2 separate regions of the Zea mays genome follow, and region 1 is linked to region 2. A link is a contact called in public Hi-C data. All regions are on one chromosome and are shown on one strand. Each heading gives the region's core, a stretch centred on a gene start, on an enhancer-like site or on the middle of the called end of the contact. The rest is flanking DNA. Distances are from core to core; before and after follow the strand shown.

The links. Hi-C and Micro-C count contacts between places; a contact is called where the count stands out from the background.
Region 1: a Hi-C map of leaf shows a contact between it and region 2, with 7 times the contacts expected there. The contact joins the promoter of LOC103636280 here to the promoter of LOC103636257 in region 2. A contact is called at or near these places in 2 of 25 Hi-C or Micro-C datasets (leaf and leaf mesophyll).

Annotation. Positions count from the first base shown.
Region 1 is chr1:72,826,525-72,830,551 of Zm-B73-REFERENCE-NAM-5.0, forward strand. LOC103636280 reads left to right here and starts at 1,446. Exons shown (of 10, transcript XM_008658646.2): 1 at 1,446-1,849; 2 at 2,067-2,126; 3 at 2,772-2,831; 4 at 2,942-3,049; 5 at 3,132-3,206; 6 at 3,358-3,420. The coding sequence starts at 1,724.
Region 2 is chr1:72,142,082-72,145,844 of Zm-B73-REFERENCE-NAM-5.0, forward strand. It overlaps LOC103636257, which reads left to right and starts at 1,313. Exons shown (of 2, transcript XM_008658625.2): 1 at 1,313-3,763. The coding sequence starts at 1,866. It overlaps LOC103644713 (nuclear transcription factor Y subunit A-7), which reads left to right. Exons shown (of 6, transcript XR_002266130.1): 4 at 865-952; 5 at 1,139-1,306.

The sequences.
Region 1 (4,027 bases), core at 196-2,695, 680 kb after region 2:
GGTGCCTTTAGGCGTCAAAGATTGCCAGCTCCCCGCTCCCCTACTGGTGCGAGTAGGACTGGGCGTTCGGTTCGGTTCCTCGGTTCTTGTAGAAATTCGGTTCTTCAAAAACTAGAACCGAAATAGCAAGATAAAGAAATCAAAACCGACTAGTTCGGTTCTCGGTTCTTCGGTTCGGTTCCTCGGTTCTAACCGAACTGTAACAACCACTCTAAAATTCTGAATAACGACAACTTTTGTGAGAAATTTCAGCAACATCTCCCCGCAAACAACCACGAGTGCACAATGACCATAATTTCATAGATAATACATGGATGATTAGAGGTTCAACATAAGTCGATAAAACAACATCCGAAGTTACAAACACATGTAACAAATTGAATCTAATACTTTTGTTTTTTTCGGTTCTTTCGATTCTTTGGAGTGCAGAACCGAAAATATCTCATTTATTTCGGTTCTCAAAAAAACCAGAACTGAATTTCATAACGGTTCCTTCGTTTCGGTTAGTTTGGTTTTGGTTCTCGGTTATTTCTGTTCGGTTCCTCGGTTCCGGTTCTTTTTGCCCAGGCCTAGGTGCGAGGCACGGTGACGACGACATGAGTGATGGGAGTAAAACTATAAGGACCAGTTTGTTTCGTTGGAATTGAATTCCGTTTTAATAATTATAATTTAGACAAAACTAATTAAGTTCAAATATTTATATATGTAATATATTTGTATATTATTCTAAATCATATGAGAAAGATAGTTATATACTACATTTATATTATAACGAAGCAAGTAGAAGATTGTGTTATAAGTTGTACATCGGGAAAATAGTATATAAATCTATAAAATCAATTTCCATCTCTCATCCCATGAATTTGAAATAAACTTATATGATAACTTTAAAAAGTGGTGGAATATCACATTTTAAAAAAATAACATATTTCATTAGTAAGATTTCAACTCCACAAAATAAAAGAAAACAAACAGGGCCTAAAAGATTTTGTCTAAATTTAAGCGTGTAAAGATGTGCCTCATAATAAGTAAGTATAGACGCACTATACTCTATTGCAGGCAAGAGCTCAACGAAAAAAAGACCCAACAAGTAGCATTCAGTCTCTATTTATAGAGAAAACAGATATTTAAAAGCTTATATAAGACTAAATTACTACACCGATATAGACAGGATATAAAACACCCATTCGAGTTGATCCTAAAAAAATGACAAAACAAGTAAAATTAGATAAGAAAGAAGCGACATAATAAACAGAAAAGGAATATAAGCAAGTAAAATTAGTTTTTTTAGTTATGTATTTTTTAATTTATATAATTTTTGTTTTTTCATTAATTATGTAGATTTTATGTTCTAATTTGATGTATTTATATTTTAATAAAATGATATGTTTTATGTCAACTAAAACTTTGCAAAATAAAAACGTTGCTACAGCAGTGCCAACGGTAAATAAAGTTAAATACATTCCCTTGCCTTCCTCAGCGGCTCCTCGTCCTCGGCTCCTCCCGCTCCCCTCCGCACTGTGTCGAGCCGAGCGTGCCGCTGGCCGACCTTGGCACCTTGCCCGCGCCCGCCCGAGCCCCGACGCTGCCTGAAGCAGCAAGTGACAGCTCCCCTGGGCGAGCCGGTTTACTACCAGCACGGTGAGCTTCGGTCGGGCGGAGCAGACGACAGGCAGCACACCAAGGTAGATCGACGGGCTCTACACGGACCCGATCTGCCTCTATGCTGCAACCTGGATTTTCTTCTTCCAATCACCACCACAGCGCAACGCCTGAACGGCCGTCGCTGCCGGCTACGCCAGGTGCTCAGGTCTTATTCGGCCCCTTCGCCGGCGACGAGCGCCACCAGGTACGCCCTCCTTCCCTTCCTGTTGTGTGAAACTGTGCCCACAAACACTATCTTACTATTTGTATTCGGATCTGATCTAATTTCAGGTGTATATGCATACAATATGGCTACTAACTTCGATCGCCTTGCAGAAATTATATGGTGTACATGTGTGTACACCCATGTCCTTTACTCGACCGCCCCTGATGGTTGCTATGTTTTCTTTGCCATTCTATAGGATGCGTCCGAGACTAAGTTGATGAAGCAGCCTACTTGGGTCTTCTTTGAGAAAGAATCGGTAGGTTTTTTGGCTGGTACAGAGATGCCAAGCTGAATTTCGTTACATGTGGCTTTGTCTTTATTCAAATCAGATTCAACCATTTAAATGGACTACTAAGTTCCATTGCCTTGGAGGGCCTTAGCATTCACACCTCGTTACTGTACTGCATTTGCATAATTTTGCATGCAAAACATTACAAAGTCAAAGATAGACTAGCAACTTCCACAAGGCGCATTAGCTTGTTCCTCATGTATCCATGTTAATTGTTTGGTCTTTTAGGCAAAGGAAACTTTACTGGCCACTGAAACAAGGTCTGGCTCATTCATTGAGTAGGTACACGTGACATGCTTATTGATAGGTGTATTGATGCAACCTTCTACACTTGCATTGATAGATTGGCGATGCTTAGACCATCACTGTAAGCACCTAACTGTTCCCTCAGCCCGTAAAAACTCATCACTGTCTTAATGATTCTTACTGGCATGGTATAAATAGATGTTGAAGCTGTGAATTCGAAGGATGTGCTTCTTTATTGTAGCACTGAACCAAATCTAGGAATTGAGTATGCAGTATATCTGTTTGCTAAGTGTAAATCGAGTGAGATGGTTATAGATTGTGTCTTCAATCTTCTGGAATAACTCCTAGTTTGGTTAACCATACCAGGTAACTGACTTAAGAGAACAAATTCTCCAACTCATTCAGCATGATTGTAAGGATCAAGAGGTATGTTGTGATTTGGTAACAGCTTGGCAGTACTGAATCAGTGTGTTTTCTTGTCCATTATTATGTTAACAACATATTTGATACTGGACATGGTATTGACTTGACAACAGGAAAAATCACGGGCAGAGCTACTGGAGAAGCTCAACAGATGTAAAAGAGATACACTTATCGAACTGTGTCGCTCGTTTGATTTAATTGGCTCAAGAGCTAATAGGAAGGTTGGTCCAACTTAAAAACTTGAATTTTCTATTCTCACCTGCCCGAGGGTGCACATTACAAAACATTTATGTTTCTTTTCAGGAGGAACTTGTATTGTTTCTGATGGAATTCATTAAGGATCACTGTTCTGGTAGTGATGTCATAAACTCGGATAAGGTCCTAAACTTTGGGTTACTTTGGCCATAAAATTTTTTGAACACTTATCTAGAAATGATAACCGATGTTGTCGGTTTTCCTTTGTAACTTAAGCTACTGCCCTATCATCATTGGCGCTCAAATACTTTTTCATGTGTCTTATCTATTGTAGAAATACAAGAAAAGAAAGCGTGTCAGAGAAGAGGAAAATTTGTCTGCTGGTAAACCTTCAAAGGTAAACTATCTCCACACATTCGTTTAGAATTATGTTTGTATGCTTCCAGCCTTTTCCTTAGCATCACAAAAGTTCATAATCTATTTGAAGATATTATGATTGTTAGGCTATCTTCAGCAACCTTACCTATCTTGTTAGAGCAGTGGTTTGAGGGAAAACCTAATCCTAATTAGGGTAGACTGAGAGTATATATATTACCAGTCTATGGGCTGAGCCAAAGCCCATTACAATAGAATAGATACGTGATCCTCTGACACTGTCGGAGTCACAACTCTAGCTTGTACAAATGTTGAGACTGGACCGAAACTCAGAGAACACCATGAAAGGGAAGCCCTTGGTGAAGATGTCGGCAAACTGCGAAGTGTTTAGAATGCGGAGGACGTGGGCATCGCCGATGCGACACGCTCGCGGGTGAAGTGAAGATCGATCTCCATGTCCTTTGTGCGTTGGTGCTACACAGGATTGGTGGAGAGGTGGATCGCGTTGACGTTGTCGCGGTAGACGAAGGTGGCACGTGCGAGAGGGTTGTGAAGCTCCTAGACAGCGGATGAAGGTGCCTCTGCCACACCGTTGTCCACAGCGCGATACACGACCTTAGCACTAGAGC
Region 2 (3,763 bases), core at 63-2,562:
TGTCTACAATAAGGTTTTTGGATTGTTGAATAATTAGACAAATTCCAAATTAAATTCCGAATATAAATCCTGACCAAATCAGAAGAACTGAAATAAAAGCCAAATCAGATGATGCGTACTGATTAGACTTACTGATTGTTGGTGCGCGCCAGGATCAGATGGGTTGACGAGGTCAGCAGATCACGAGCAGTCGCGTGAAGACGCTTCCCAAAAACCTTATTCGCGCTCTCCCGGTGCAGGATCTAGAAGACGAAGGGTTCCGGAGACCTGCTCTCCTGATCGCAGATGCACCTCTGCGGTCGGGACGAAGGGAACTAAAAGGCGGCTCAGCTATGAAGAGAGGCGAAAGCGAACTGGGATCTGGGATGATTTGGAGGCTGGCTGCCGGGCTCCTTTTATAGGGCCGAGTCCGCGACCCCAGTGCTTATCCGCCCACGAAAATCTCGCAATCAGTTGAGATTTTATAGGGATCGGTTAGGATAAGCGTAACAGCCAAGAAACCAAAAAATCAAACGGCAAAAGGTAGCCGCGCCCCCGCAAGGCGAGGGGCCGGATTTCGGCGGACCATTCACGCGCATGTCGTGCGCCCTTCGCCCCGCCCGGCCCGGCCAGGCCAGGCGAGGCGAGGCGAGCGAGCGCGCGCGCGCGTGTGGCTCTCCACACACTCTCCTCTCATCCATGACTTGGTGAGTGAGTGTGGCTTACATATTTAAGCTAGCTCTACTCCACTAGAGCTAGCAATATGGTGCTATTGGTTTCACCTATCCCTTTGCCATCCACTTATATGGGCTTTTGAGATTTTCCTGGGATTTATTAGAAATTCTTAATTGGGCCAAGCCCATAAATCCTAACAAGTTTTTCCAGCTACCCACTATTTTTCCAGGGTTGTGCTTCTTATAGTGCTGATCCATATTATGGCGGGGTGTGGGCAGGATACGCTTCAAATGGAATTGTGAGTATCTATGGTTTATAGTTCTACAGCATTTTCAATGTTTATACTTGTTAGCATGGTTAAGTTACATAACAAACATGATCCATATATTTTGCCTAAGTTATTAACATTCAGTTACTGAAACATTTTGTCCCTACCTTTCATTCGTGAATTTGCTGTGTGGAATCCTTATTTATTATCATGCAGGTCCATCCCCAAATTAGTGGTGCAGCAAACACTAGGGTACCATTGCCAGTTGGGCCTGCAGCAGAGGAACCCATATTTGTCAATGCAAAGCAATACAATGCTATCCTCCGGAGGAGGCAAAAACGCGCAAAACTGGAGGCCCAAAATAAACTGGTGAAAGGTCGGAAGGTAAGTCTAAGTGTCTGTTTGGTTTGTGGCTAAATATGTCATATTTTGATTAAGGTTGGTCGTCCGAATTAAATAACTAGCCTTAGTCAGAAAAATTAGGTAAAGTGTGCCAACTTAGGTAGGGAACCAAACATGCCTTAAAGCACTTCACATTTACCCGTACCGGTTTCTCTTGTAAGTTCCATAATTTTGCACACTTAGGGATGCACTACACCACTAAACTATTTACCACACCTTCTATGATCATTCAGATGGTTATCAGAGATTCAGAGTCAGTGCAATTTATAGACTACTAGTACAGTTTTGGCATACAAAAACCTATCGCGGCTGCAGTGTATGTGGGAACAGTTATGGATAGAGTACCCGATTTATAGAGAGTTTAATTTTTTTCCACTTTTCTCTCCCCTCACACCTCAGCCGCCGGTTTATAGAGATAGTTTAATTTTTTTTTCCACTTTTAAATCCCCTCCCACCTCAGCCGCCGGCCTTCCCCTGCCAGCCGCCGGCCACCTCCGGACGCCGGTTCTTCCTCCTGCCGGCCCATTCTTCCCTCCCCTCCATGGATCCTCCCGCGTCCTCTGCAGGGGCCGCCACCACCACCGCCGTCAGCACAGGCACCGGCCTGCCTCCCCTGCTCGACTCCCTCACCGGCGTGGGTGCGGCCTTTGCGGCCGCTGCCTCCACAGGCGCGGGCTCGGCCCCCCACGCGGAAGCAGGCCGCGCGGCCGTCGCCCCCCACCTCGCCGGCGTGAGCGCCAGCTCCCTGCCTGGCCCACAGGCCGCCGGCGCAGCCACACAGATCACCGGCGCTGCTCTAGCCAGTTCCCTGCCAGGCCTCTCCGCCGGCTTTCTGCCCAGCCACCTCGCCGGCGTGGGCACCAGCCCTATGCTCGGCTCGCCGGCCCTCGGCGCCGCTCCCGCCGCCTCCCTGCCCGGCCTCCCCGCCGCCTCCCTGCCCGGCCTCCCCGCCTGGCTTGGCCTCACTTCCACGCAGGCCACCGCTGCTCTCTCTGCGCAGCAGCGCATTCGTCGCCCGCCGTCAGGCTTCTCAGATCCAGCGTGGGCTGACACCGTCGTGTCTTCGACTGCTACTCCACCCACATCCTCCGCGCTTGTCGCAGCCATCGCCACCATCCAGGCAGCCGTTGCCGCTTCCCAGGAGCACGAACGCGCCGCGTCTCTTGCCTTGGAGCAAGAACGTGCCATGGGTGCCGCCCTCACCGCCCAGATGGCCACCGCGCAACGTCTCCTCCTCGGTCGCAGCCCCACCATGCTGGTCGCCCATGACGATCTCCCGATCACTTCCGAGGCTCCCCATGTCTCTGGGCTCGACGCCACCACCATCGTCGCCCTCCACGCCCAGGCCGTCGAGGTTCACAACATTCGGTCCCTTGTGTCTGTGGTGTTGGATCCGACGTCCTCCCACTACCCTCGCTGGCGCGCTCAGGTGCTCCTCACGCTTCGGCGGTTCGCCCTCGCCGACCACGTTCTCTACGACCTCGTCACCCCGCTGTCACCATCGTGGGCCCAGATGGACAGTGTGGTCCTCTTTTGGCTCAACAACACCATCACCGTCGAGCTACAGGACATCGTCCGCGACCAGGCGGACACCGCTCGCCAGTTGTGGCTAGCTCTTGAGGACCAGTTCTTCAGGAACCGGGAGGCCTGGGCGCTCCACCTCGACGACCAGTTCCACCTGTTCTCTCAGGGGGATCTCTCCGTGGGGGAGTACTGCCGCCAGATGAAGGGCATGGCGGACTCCCTCCGGGACCTCGGCGAGCCGGTCGCCGACCGTACCGTGGTGTTAAACCTTTTGCGTGGCCTTAGCCCCCGCTACAGTCACCTGAAGGCTTTGATTAAGAGGACCGTGCCCTTTCCCACCTTCCATGTCGTGTGGAACAAGCTTCTTCTCGAGGAGCTCATCATGGAGACTGAGGCACCCGCTCCGGCCCCGCCCCTCTACAGCTCTCCTCCCGGCGGTCAGGCGCCTTCGAGGGAGCAGGCCCCTCGCTCTCTGTCGATCGGGGCTCCTACCCGCCCTCCACCCGCAGTCCCTGCGGCTCCTCGTTCGGCTTCCACCGCCAACGGAGGTCGTCGCTCCCGCAAGGGCGGTCGCGGGGGTGGCGGCTCCACCCGAGGTGGTCCCTTCGGCCAAGGTGGCGGCCAGGCGTGGCCATCATTCTACAACCCCTGGACCAGGACCATCTCCATGTGGTCGGGCCAGGCCTCTAGTGCCTCCTATCCTCCGGTGCTGGCGCTCCTGACAGCGCCTCCCTACGGCGTGCCTCCCACGCCTCCCTATGGCGTGCCACCAACGACTCTGGCACCATTCCAGCTCTCGCCCTCGTGGACCACCACATCGACGCCTTGGTCCCCGCTGGCTGGAGGATGGAACTCTGCCTCCCTCGTCGCCGCCTTCAGCACCATGGCGATGACCCCACCCCCCTCCGACTGGGT